Regions from separate parts of the Mus musculus genome. Here region 1 is linked to region 2. A link is a contact called in public ChIA-PET data. All regions are on one chromosome and are shown on one strand. Each heading gives the region's core, a stretch centred on a gene start, on an enhancer-like site or on the middle of the called end of the contact. The rest is flanking DNA. Distances are from core to core; before and after follow the strand shown.

Evidence for each region. ChIA-PET counts read pairs in DNA pulled down with a chosen protein or histone mark.
Region 1: a contact with region 2 is called in an RNA polymerase II ChIA-PET map of memory CD8 T cells, with 20 read pairs. The contact joins two enhancer-like sites. A contact is called at or near these places in 3 of 39 promoter capture datasets (embryonic stem cells, hippocampal neurons and liver), 1 of 484 Hi-C or Micro-C datasets (uterus) and 2 of 115 datasets of contacts at active chromatin or transcription factors (embryonic stem cells and memory CD8 T cells).

The regions. Positions count from the first base shown.
Region 1 is chr10:59,931,241-59,936,801 of GRCm38.p6, forward strand. No RefSeq gene overlaps it. Among named protein-coding and RNA genes, the nearest start is that of Ddit4, 18 kb to the right of the region's middle. Within about 2 kb of position 1,546, at least 136 of the 459 cell types and tissues checked have an H3K27ac peak or open chromatin away from gene starts, as enhancers often do. A contact at or near this core is called in memory CD8 T cells, where this site is marked.
Region 2 is chr10:60,079,624-60,085,311 of GRCm38.p6, forward strand. All of the region lies in intron 9 of Ascc1 (activating signal cointegrator 1 complex subunit 1), which reads left to right. Among named protein-coding and RNA genes, the nearest start is that of Spock2, 24 kb to the right of the region's middle. Within about 2 kb of position 1,633, at least 166 of the 459 cell types and tissues checked have an H3K27ac peak or open chromatin away from gene starts, as enhancers often do. A contact at or near this core is called in memory CD8 T cells, where this site is marked.

The sequences.
Region 1 (5,561 bases), core at 296-2,795, 150 kb before region 2:
AGTGCGTGAGACCAAGCTGGGTGCGGGTCTGCACCCTCAAGCCAGCTGTAATATGTGGATGTCAGTAGGGCCCTGGAGCTGGGAGGGCAGGGGTGGGGGGAAGCTTGGGGGGGGCGACATCTCTTCCCACGCTGAGCGGGGTGCAGGGAGTGGGTAGGAGGGTGGATTTCTTCTAGACAATCCAGATGGATACTGAGGCCGTGGTTGCAAGGTTGGAGAGTCCGAGGCCAGATGAGGAGGGAGTGTAAAGGAAGGTGATAAGGGCCTTTCTTCTTCTTCTTCTTCTTCTTCTTCTTCTTCTTCTTCTTCTTCTTCTTCTTCTTCTTCTTCTTCTTCTTCTTCTTCTTCTTCTCCTTCTCCTTCTCCTTCTCCTTCTCCTTCTCCTTCTCCTTCTCCTTCTCCTCCTCCTCCTCCTCCTCCTCCTCCTCCTCCTCCTCCTCCTCCTCCTTCTCCTTCTTCTCCTCCCCTCCTCCTCCTCCTCCTCCTCCTCCTCCTCCTCCTCCTCCTCCTCCTCCTCCTCCTCCTTCTTCTTCTGATTTTTCGAGACAGGGTTTCTCTGTGTAGCCCTGGCTGTCCTGGAACTCACTTTGTAGACCAGGCTGGCCTCGAACTCAGAAATCAGCCTACCTCTGCCTCCCAAGTGATGGGATTAAAGGCATGCCGGGCTGATGATAAGGGTTTTACCACCCTGGGTGACTGGTTCGAATCCTTATCCCCTTGTCGTTTCATGACTTCATACAGTGACCTATTGTCTCTGTTTCTCAGGGGCGAAGGAGGAGTCAACACCTCTTACTTTATTTTAATCCTCAGAATAAACATCCTAAGAACGTTTTGTTTTGTTTTTCAAGACAGGGTTTCTCTGTATGGCCCTGGCTGTCCTGGAACTCACTTTTTAGACCAGGCTGGCCTCGAACTCAGAAATCTGCCTGCCTCTGCCTCCCGAGTGCTGGGATTAAAGGTGTGTGCCACCACGCCTGGCCTAAGAATGTTATTTTGTTTGTTTTGTGTGCGTGTGCGTGTGGGAGAGGGGGAGAGAGAGAGAGAGAGAGAGAGAGAGAGAGAGAGAGAGAGTTGGTTGGTTGGTTGGTTTCGTTTTTTTGAGACAGGGTTTCCCTTGTGTATCCCTGAACTCTCTGTATAGACCAGGCTGACCTTGAACTCATAGAGATCCGCCTGCCTCTGCCTCCTGAATGCTGGAGATTAAAGGCATGTACCACCACTGCCTGGCTCAAAGAATTTTTGTTTTTTTAACTCTCTCAACTGGACCCAGCAATAGAGGAGTGGAACCTTCACCCCATTGTACAGACGAAGACACTGAGGCTCAAGGTGAGCCCAATACCCAGGCAGTAGTCCATGGGTATCTGGGGAAAGGAATAAGAAATGCCATTCCCAGCTCCACCCACCCTGACCTCAGTCGGCCTGCCAGGAAGGGCAGTTCGTGCCAAGACTGGTGGTTTCCTTTAGTCAAACTGCGTCAGACTCTCTCTGGGGGGTTAACCGACAGGAACTGGTAGCTCAGCCTTGTGAAAGATCAAAAAGGGGACACCAGGCTTCTGGGCACAGTTGAAGCTGTCCTTCAGCCCATACGTGTGCTCTGTGGGAGAGGCTGCTTGGGGTGAGCCCTGGACTTGATATTGAACAGGACCTTTCTGTGAACTTCACTTGCCTTAGCTGTAACTAAGGCTGATTTTTTTTGTGGGACATGAGTGGCTCATGTCTATAATCCCAGCACTTGGGAGGCACAAGAAGGGAAGGATTGCCACAAGTTCAAGTCTGTCCACACCTACATAGCAAGTTCCTGGACAGTTAGGAACACATAGGAAGGCTGTCTCACAAAACGGAGGGGGGAAGTAAGGATTATGAAGATTAACTCCGAGGGCCAGGGGTATAGCTTGTTGGTGGAATGCTTGTCTAGCACATTCGTGACCCTGGATCCCATCCCCAGCACGATTAATTAGTTAGGTAATTAACAACTTGGTAGTTCCATTGGTAGAGTGTGCTTGTCTAACATTTATGAATTCAAATCCAATGCCCAAATTCGAACCCTAGCACTCAAGAGATGAAGAAAAGAACAGAAACTCAAGGGCATCCTTGGCTACAAAGAGTTTGTGGTCAGCCTGGACTACATAAGACCCTGTTTTGCTGGGCAGTGGTGACACACACCCTTAACTCCAATACTCAGCAGACAGAGGCAGGTAGATCTCTGAGTTTGAGTTTGGAGCCAAACTGCTCTACAGAGCGAGTTCCAGGACAGCCAAGGCTACACAGAGAAGCCCTGTCTCAATCATTAGCATCATCACCAACACCAACACGCACAGGCTTCTTGGTGTGGCCTGTGCTGGTCAAAAGTCAGGAAGGATGCTTTCCTGGACCTCAACCAAACCAAAGAAACTTCCACCCAGAGGTCTTTGGGCCTCACTTCCTGGGGCCGGTTCTCCTTAGTAAACAAGGAGGCCTCAGCATGCCACAGGCTGGAAGGTTCAGTGCTGGGGGAGGGGGGGTTGTTTGTTTGTTTTTGTTTTTGTTTTTGTTTTGAAACAGGGTTTCTTTGTGTAGCCCTGGCTGTCCTGGAACTCACTCTGTAGACCAGGCTGGCCTTGAACTCAGAAATCCATCTGCCTTTGCCTCTCAAGTGCTGGGATTAAAGGCGTGCGCCACCACTGCCCGGCTCAGTGCTAGGTTCTGATCAACCTTTTTGCCAAATAGTCATTCCTTTCTCCAGTAAAGGAAAAAGGAAAAAAGAAGAGAAGTGGAGAGGAGAGGAGAGGAGAGGAGAGGAGAGGAGAGGAGAGGAGAGGAGAGGAGAGGAGAGGAGAGGAGAGGAGAGGAGAGGAGAGGAGAGGAGAGGAGAGGAGAGGAGAGAAAAAAAGAAAACCCGGACACGCCCACTTTGCAGACTGCAGTTCAGAGAAGTTGACAGTGCACCAGCAGGGTTGCTCAGGATTGCTCTACAGTATGTGCTGCAAATGCCTGACTCAGCTGGCTCAGGGACAGAGGGACCTCTGGAACTTTCTCAGCAGGGCATCCTTAAATCCTGAACAGACCCATTTGTCAAGTTGGAGCCAGGATGGTGTGCTGGCTATCTAACCCCAGCGCCCTACTGGTTCACTTTGTCCTTAATGGGGGCTGGCCTGGCACCAAGCCCCTGGGGGCAGAGGTCACCTTTCCTGACCTCCAGTCCCCAGCTCTTCCCTTCTGTGCCCAGCATGGTCCTCACCTCTGCTGCTCTGCTGCAGTTCCTCTTGTGGGAGGGCACTGCAGCCTTCCGGAGCTAAGTTAGTGCCTACAGCCTTGGGGGGCTATCCCACACTTAGCCAGAGTTAGAGCTACCCCGGTGGCCTTGCCGCTGTGTCTTAGCTTCTAAGCAGAAGAGTAAATCTTCCATGTCTCCAGCTGCTTTCTTCTCTCTAAAGCAAGCAGGATTTCTACAGCAGCCAGCTACTATGCTTGTGCAGGGCCCCTAGGAAGTCCCTTAAATGCCTTTATTTCTCAAAAGTCTATCATTAGATAAGTAGGACTAAATTGTTCCTACATCAACATCACAGATTTATTCTTGCTATATAATCTAGGCTGGCCTCTAAACAACCTATATAGCCCAGGCTGGTCTTGAACCTAAGTGATCCTCCTGCTGTAGTTCCCTACATGCCTACCTAGAATAGTGGATGTTATTCTTTGACATTACACATTACAGAATTCTTTCTTCTTTTTTCCCCCCAGAGCTGAGGATTGAACCCAGGGTGGAGCCCTTGCTAAGCACGCTCTACCACAAAGCTAAATCCCCAACCCCACATTACAGAAATCTTGAGAGCAGGTTTTGTTATCATAAACATGGTTTATTGTTTAACCATGCGTCCTGCATTTATATTCAAAGCCCCCCCATGAGCTTGTGTGTGTGTGTGTGTGTGTGTGTGTGTGTGTGTGTGTGTGTGTGTGATATGATATTACTAGCCCTCAAAATCTCCTCATGGATTATCTCATTTAACTCTTATAGCTCCTGGGACAGATTTTATTTTCCTTGTCTTATAGAGCAGGAAACTGAGGCCTGGGAAGGGTAGGACGCTTGCCAGATGTCAGGAAGTCTAGCTCCAGATTGTACCCAGTCTTCTACCGTTTAGTATAGTGACTGCACAGAGCTAACAACTGTTTGGTACATCCATGCAAGCGTGTACACCTGCACCCCCTTCAGCTCATGAGGGAGGCCTCGAGGACCACCCCACTGTACAGAGGAGAATGGAAGTGGCTGGTGACTGACAGTTTCAGGATTCATCCCAGTATCCCAGCTCAGACCAGCTCAGCGACCAGAGTCTGTTTAGTGGCTCCCAGAGACGTGCAGCACCGTGGGCTAGAAGCGGGAGATCCGGGGAACAAACTTCACCTCAGGGCTAGAGAGATGGCTCAGCGGTTAAGAGCACTGACTGCTCTTCCAGAGGTCCTGAGTTCAAATCCCAGCAACCACATGGTGGCTCACAACCATCTGTAATGGGATCTGATGCCTTCTTCTGGTGTGTCTCAAGATAGCTACAGTATATTCATATACATAAAATATGTCTTGTTTTGTTTTGTTTTGAGAAAATAAATTTTAAAAAAATTTCACCTTCTTTCCTTCCTTCCTTCCTTCCTTCCTTCCTTCCTTCCTTCCTTCCTTCCTTCCTTCTTTCCTTCCTTCCTTCCTTCTTTCCTTCCTTCCTTCCTTCCTTCCTTCCTTCCTTCCTTCCTTCCTTCCTTCCTTCCTTCCTTCGCTTGTCTCTTCTTCTGACCTTCTCTTTTCTCTCTTTCCTTCCAATCATTCATTTAGCCCCTGAGAACCCACTAAGGAAAAAACCCAGGGAGACTTGAACAAATATCCCCCCAAAGAGCCAACAGTCTGTAAACAAGCTGGCCATGTAGTTCAGAGGTAGAGCAATTGTCTAGGCTATGTAAGGCTCTGGATTCCACCCCACCCCTGTTCCTGCCCCAGCCTCTGTTTCTGGTTTTGAGTGTCTGGGGGGTGGGACCTGTGCAGAGTCTGCTGCCATTTAAAGCCTTTCCCTTTTCCTCAGCACAGCTGGGGAGAGACTGACCCGAGGTCAACCCAAGAACAATCCCAGCCTTACTTCAGAGCTGAGTCTCCCGCCACCAGGCTGGAGATGCAGAGAGAGCTGGGGAGGTCCTTTTGGGTTGGTCTGTGCTGCACACAACATTCACAAGGCCTCTTGCTCTTTGACTCCAGCCTCAAGCACAAGAGATAACCAAGCCTCCATCCCCAGTAACCAAGCCACGGCAGCAGGAAAGTGGGGAAGGCCACCCCTTAGGGCAGGGACAGGCCAGCTGATTTCAGGACTCCTTAGCTGATGGCAATGCAAACTAAGGAAGAGTCAAAACTGGAAAGGCCTCTTAGGGGTTGTCTCAAAATGACTTTGTGGAGCCTCAGTCTCCCCATCTGAGTGTAGTGAAGCAGTTCCTGAAGCCCATCTGTGGGGACTTCGTAGGGTCTGTGAATGCCCCGCCCCCATTTCCTCACTTCCTGGATCTTCATCTCCAGCGTGCTGCCCAGTTTGCAGAAGCAGAGACAAGGCTCAAGG
Region 2 (5,688 bases), core at 383-2,882:
ACAGCAGGTTCCAGGCTCAGTGAGAACAGGCTTACAAAATAAAGCAGAGAGACTGGAGAGGTGGCTCAGCGGTTAAGAGCACTGACTGCTTTTCCAAAGGTCCTGAGTTCAATTCCCAGCACCCACATGGTGGCTCACAACCATCTGTAATGGGATCTCATGCCCTCTTCTGGTGTGTCTGGAGACAGTGTACTCATATGCATAAAATAAATAAATAAGTCAAGAAAAAAAGCAGGAAGTAATAAAGAGATAGATACCTAGTGTTGACATCTGGACTCCATATGAGTGTGCCCTGCAAGCCTAAGTGCATACCCAGCACACACACACACACACACACACACACACACACGGCTCCTGACTGAAGGAAAGCGCTGTGGGTAGGCACCCTTGTGGTACTTGTGTGTGATTATTGCTCTAAGAGTTAGGGAATTGGCATAAGAACAAGTGAAGTCTGTAGTGCTGTGAAGTGGTGATTGCTCTGAAAAGGACAAATTTCCATCCATGAAATCATTTTAGAGTCACGGCAGAGCATTATTGTCAAAAATTAAAAGCTAGGGAGAAAGCTGTCTGGCTAGAAATCCAGCAGAATTTCAATGACTGTTTTTTAGATTGTTATGGCTTTCAACTCTCAAGGCATGCTTGGGCATGATAATGCTTTCTCCTCCAAAAAGCCTTTTGCTTGTTTGAGTCTGGCCACGCCTTCACAGAGGGAAGGTGGCTGGCTGAGCAGGACCATGGGGACATAAGTGGGTGTCACAATGTGTACAGCTCTGGTGACAGTACTGAAGGTGTGTGTCCTGTAGCTCTGGCTGAGGGTGCAGTCTTGTCTAATGAGGTGACAATAACGGAGTTGATAGCATGTGGCAGTCCGCCTTCTAGCTTGCAAGAGTTGTTCCTAGCTCAGCTATTATTTGGACAGCTATTGTTTGTGCATATGTAGACACCCTGTTGCCTGAGGACATCTGATCTGCTCTCACTTTTGAATCCCATCCCCATGTGCTTCTCCCCTCCCCACTGGCCTCCCCATCCCCCATGCCCTTTTTCTCCACTTGTTACTTTGACACAGCCAACAGTCAGGGCTTGGATGCCCAACCTCGATAAAGCCCCAGAGTTGCTTAGGTCTTCCTGTGAGACAAGATGTAGGGCTTTGCTTCTGCTGACCCGTACTTCCTCCCTGTGAACCTTCTCCTGGCCGTTGAGTACTGTTATGAGCACTGTCTGCGGGAAGGTGACCAGACAGGAAATAGAAAGGAGAGTGGTCGCAAAGCTTAATGAGCACTGGTTCTTCCCATGGCAGCTCTTTGCAGAAACATCCCTGGGTCAGCTCTGAGACAGCAGCTACCCTCAGAGCTGCATTACAGGCTTAGGGGCCGAGGAGGCTCTCAGCCAAGCAGCCGCCAGACAGTTTACTGTGGTAAAACAGTAATAGCCATGCCTCGAGGTAGGATTTTCTGGGGAAGAAACTTGGCAACAGATCGAGCTGCCATCGGCCCGTCTCAGATGCCAGCTCTCGAATGGTACCATGTGCGGCCTGCATGGAGGTCAGGCACAAGCTTTCCAGCCCTGTCAGCACAACCTCCTGGCTCCACCACCTCCGCCCCCTGCTCCGTGTTTTTTTCTTGCTAGTTTTCAAAATGGAAAGGCTCTGCAGGGAGGGGAAGTCCCTTAGCATTTTGCATATTGAGGTGCTCAGCAGAACTGCCTGGCATCCTGTTTGTATATATCGGTTTTAATTCACTCTCTAATAGGTCATTTGGTCTTAACAGCAGTCTTAAACTTGATAATACTTGCATCAGCAGCGAGTTGTGGGCCAGCCGTCCAAAAGTGCAACCCCAAGTGATTACTTGCAGAAGGTTTTATAGCCTCCCTAGGAGAGGCCACGCTGTAAGCAGACCTTGCACACTCCAGCAGAGACTTGCAGGTGGCTGGGGAGGAAGTCCCTTTCCTCTTAGTGCAAGGAAAGCCATCCTTGTCAGAAGGGACTCCAGCTCTGTCCGATGGCGTCAAGGACTTCAGTATTGTGAGTGGAAGAACCAGAAGTAGGAGTGCCCTGTTGACAGGGTGAGGAGCTGTAGCTGGCCCTGATGTGCGTGCGCGCGCGCACACACACACACACACACACACACACACACACAGCCTGAGGAGCTGTAGCTAGCCCTGATGTGCACACACACACACACACACACACACACACAGAGCCTGAGGAGCTGTAGCTGGCCCTGATGTGCACACACACACACACACAGAGCCTGAGGAGCTGTAGCTAGCCCTGATGTGCACACACACACACACACACACACACACACACACACACACACACACACAGAGCCTGAGGAGCTGTAGCTGGCCCTGATGTGCACACACAGCCTTTCACACTTTCCTTATGGAGGCTGCTGCTGATAGCACTCAATCCTCCCACACACTGTCCTTGGCCGTGCTCCTTGGCTCTCAGTGAGAACACCGTGTCCTCTTTTTATCGGCTATTATTGGCTATTGTTATTGACTCTCTCACCATGATCACTGCAGTCTGAGGTTTCAGACTAAAAGTAGCCTGGCTGCCGGAGTTAGGGCTGAACTTGAAGATGACTCCAAGATAGCAAATCCTTGCCAAAAACAATGCCTTTTATTCTGAAGTGGATGTTGCTATCCCAGTCTTTAGAAGCATTGCGGCTCCATGAGGCCAGATTGTGGCTGTAAAGATTTCTAGTGAACCTTCTCTTTTTATCCTTTCAAGGAAAGTAGAGTTTGTCTGTCTGTCTGTCTTTTTCTGGAATGGTCCATTAGATTGTTGGCAGGGAGTAACTAATAATCAGAGTGTTCTGTAGTTTGGCTCTGGAATGTCCCCCGGATTCCTGTATCTTAAAGCCTTGATCCTCTAGCTGTGGTGGTGCTGTGAGGATAGAGAGCTTTAGATAGAGGGCGTGTGGGTCATTGGGATGCACCCTTAGAGAGGATTTTGTGATTCTGTATCCTTCATGGCTCTCTCTCTCTCTCACTTCCTGGATGCTATGAAATCAAACTTCCCTTTGCTACACAATCACGTGTGGCGTACTGTGCTGCCACCGCTATGCTGCCACCGCTGTGCTGCCACTGCTCAGCACTGAGGCCACAGAATGGAGGACTGAAATCTCCAAAACCACGAGCCACATAAGCCTTTCAGCCTCTTAAATTGGTTGGTATCACAGCAATGGAAAACTGAGGAACACAGTACTCGGAGTTGTAACTTAGCATTCTTTCCTGTGGTAAATATAGGGTGTCTTCATAAAATATCCTGTCCAAAGGTGGCAAAGTTGTAGCAGAGAGTAGCTCTGGATACTGGGGGGAAACATGTCAGCCTTGGCTATCTGAGAAACTTCTAGGTCCTTTTCAGAGGACTTTCCTCCATGCTAGGCATGTCCCTTGGCCTCCAACATCCAGGGAGTGTCTCTGTCTGTGAGCTCCACCCTCAAGACATTTGCATTTTCCCTGTTTTGTGTGTAGGAATATGGCTTGCCCTGGTATAAGCAGGCACAGCCTCTGTGGGTATTTTTAAACAGATGGAGGCTTTTGCTCCTGGACATGCCTGCTTCCCACCTTGTCTTTCCGTTCCTCCAGTGCTTGCTCTCATAGAAGAATCCTTGTGGGGGCTGGAGAGATGGCTCAGTGGGTAAGAGCATTGACTGCTCTTCCAAAGGTCCTGAGTTCAAATCCTAGCAACCACATAGTGGCTTACAACCACCCATAAGGAGACCTGACGCCCTCTTCTGGCACGCCTGAAGACAGCTACAGTGTATTTAATGTATAATAATAAATAAATTCTTTAAAAAAAAAAAAAAAAGAATCCTTGTATGCAGCCAGAAGTCAAGGGTAAGCGAGGAAGACCTGAGGGCTTAAAGGGCCTGTCCCCTCCACCGAGGCTCAGCGGCAGCTTCTAGGTTTGAGGATTTTGTTGTTACTGCTGCTGTTTTGTTTTTTGAGACAGGGTCTCTCTGTGTAGCCCTGGCTGTCCTAAAACTCCCTCTATAGACCAGGCTGGCCTCGAACTCAGAGATCTACCTGCCTCTGCCTCCCAGGTGTGTATGCCTGGCTGTTGCAGGAATTTTAACAAATAGAACTTTGAAAGAGTGTTTGTGATCCTAATTGCAAAATAGATTAGTAACATATTTTCAAAATTGACTATATTTTTAGCCCATTAATCAATTTCTTTTCAAGTTTTCATGACATTAGTTGGAGTGGTGTTTTGGTGTGTGTGTGTGTGTGTGTGTGTGTATAGTTCAGAGACAACTTGTCTTGAGTCTGTTCTCTTGTTCTACCGTGTGGATCCAGGGATTGAACTGAGGTCATCAGGTCTGGTGTTGGGAGCTCACTTACCCACTGAGCCCTCTCACCTACCCTGATGTTAAGACGTTTCTGCTTATTACGTAATATCTTATTTCTTGCGACAATATCTCATCCCAGGCTAGCCTCAAATGTTTCTGTGTTGCTGAGGATGATTTTAACTTCTGCTCTGCCTGCCTCTACATCTGAAACAGAAGTCAGAGTTGGCAGAGACCTGGGAGCTGGCCCTGTCCCTATCCCCAAAGCAGAACTGGGGCTAAGAGATGTAATTGGCAGCAGAGAACATGGGAGACAGAAGTAGGGAGCAGCAGGCACGGGCCGACAGTCTGCTGGGAATGGTGTGGGCCTTGCTGAGGGGCAGGGCCCCGTGCCAAGACACCTCACTGGTCCCAGGCCTAGGCTGCCTGAGCACTGAGTATAGTTGTCCACATGGCTGAGTTGCTCAAAGAAGGCTAAGTGTGGTCAGTTGATTCCTAGGTAAGCAACTTTGTGAGTAGCTCTGTGCTATCGGGTTGACTTAGCTACTATGTCTTCTCAAGGGAAGTGTTTATTTATTTGTTTGTGGCTCTTTTAGGCAGGACTGTCCTGGAACTTACTCTATAGACTAGGTTAGCCTTGAATTCACAGATCCGCCTGCCTCTGCTTCCCAAGTACTGGGATCACCTGGTAGGGAAGGTGTTTTAAATATGTAGGCACATTTACACCCTTGAGGCCATGATGGGTAGGGACTGAGCAGTTCTAAGATGCCCCTATGGCTTCTTCCTAGTGACATTATTCTCCAGAAACAGCGGCTTCCTAACCCTAGGGTTTCTGTGGAGGGGCAGAAGGGGAGCAGGGCCAAGCAGGATGTCATGGTGTACCCCAGACTGTCTTGAACGTCACTGTGTACCTGGGCTGTCCTCACACTCATGGAAAGCTTCCTGCTTCAGCCTTCTAAGTACTTGGCTTATGACTGTGAGCCGTCATGTCCAGCTCCTTAACTGAAACGTCTTTATACTGACTTTCATGGCCAAACTGCAAGGTTTTCTAGTATTTTGGACCCTTCTTTTTGCTTCTGATGCTGACTATAAACTTAGCCAGAAGCACCTAGCAACCATGCCTGGATGCAAAGCTGACTTGACATGGCTGCTAGATTTGTCAGCGTGTTGCTTTTAAAGTCAGCCTCTGACAAAAGTGTAGATTGTGGAAAAGGCTTTGTTATTTGCCAGAGTGTAGCAGTAATGGCTTCCAGTCCAGTTCCCATTGAAAGTGTTCCTGTCTGAAGCCTCCGGATTCTGCCTGTGACTGCTTGCATTTCTGTTGGTCTGCTATTCTAACTCTTACCAGAATCAGCCAATGTACCAGACTTTAGCATTCTAAGCTTTTTAGACC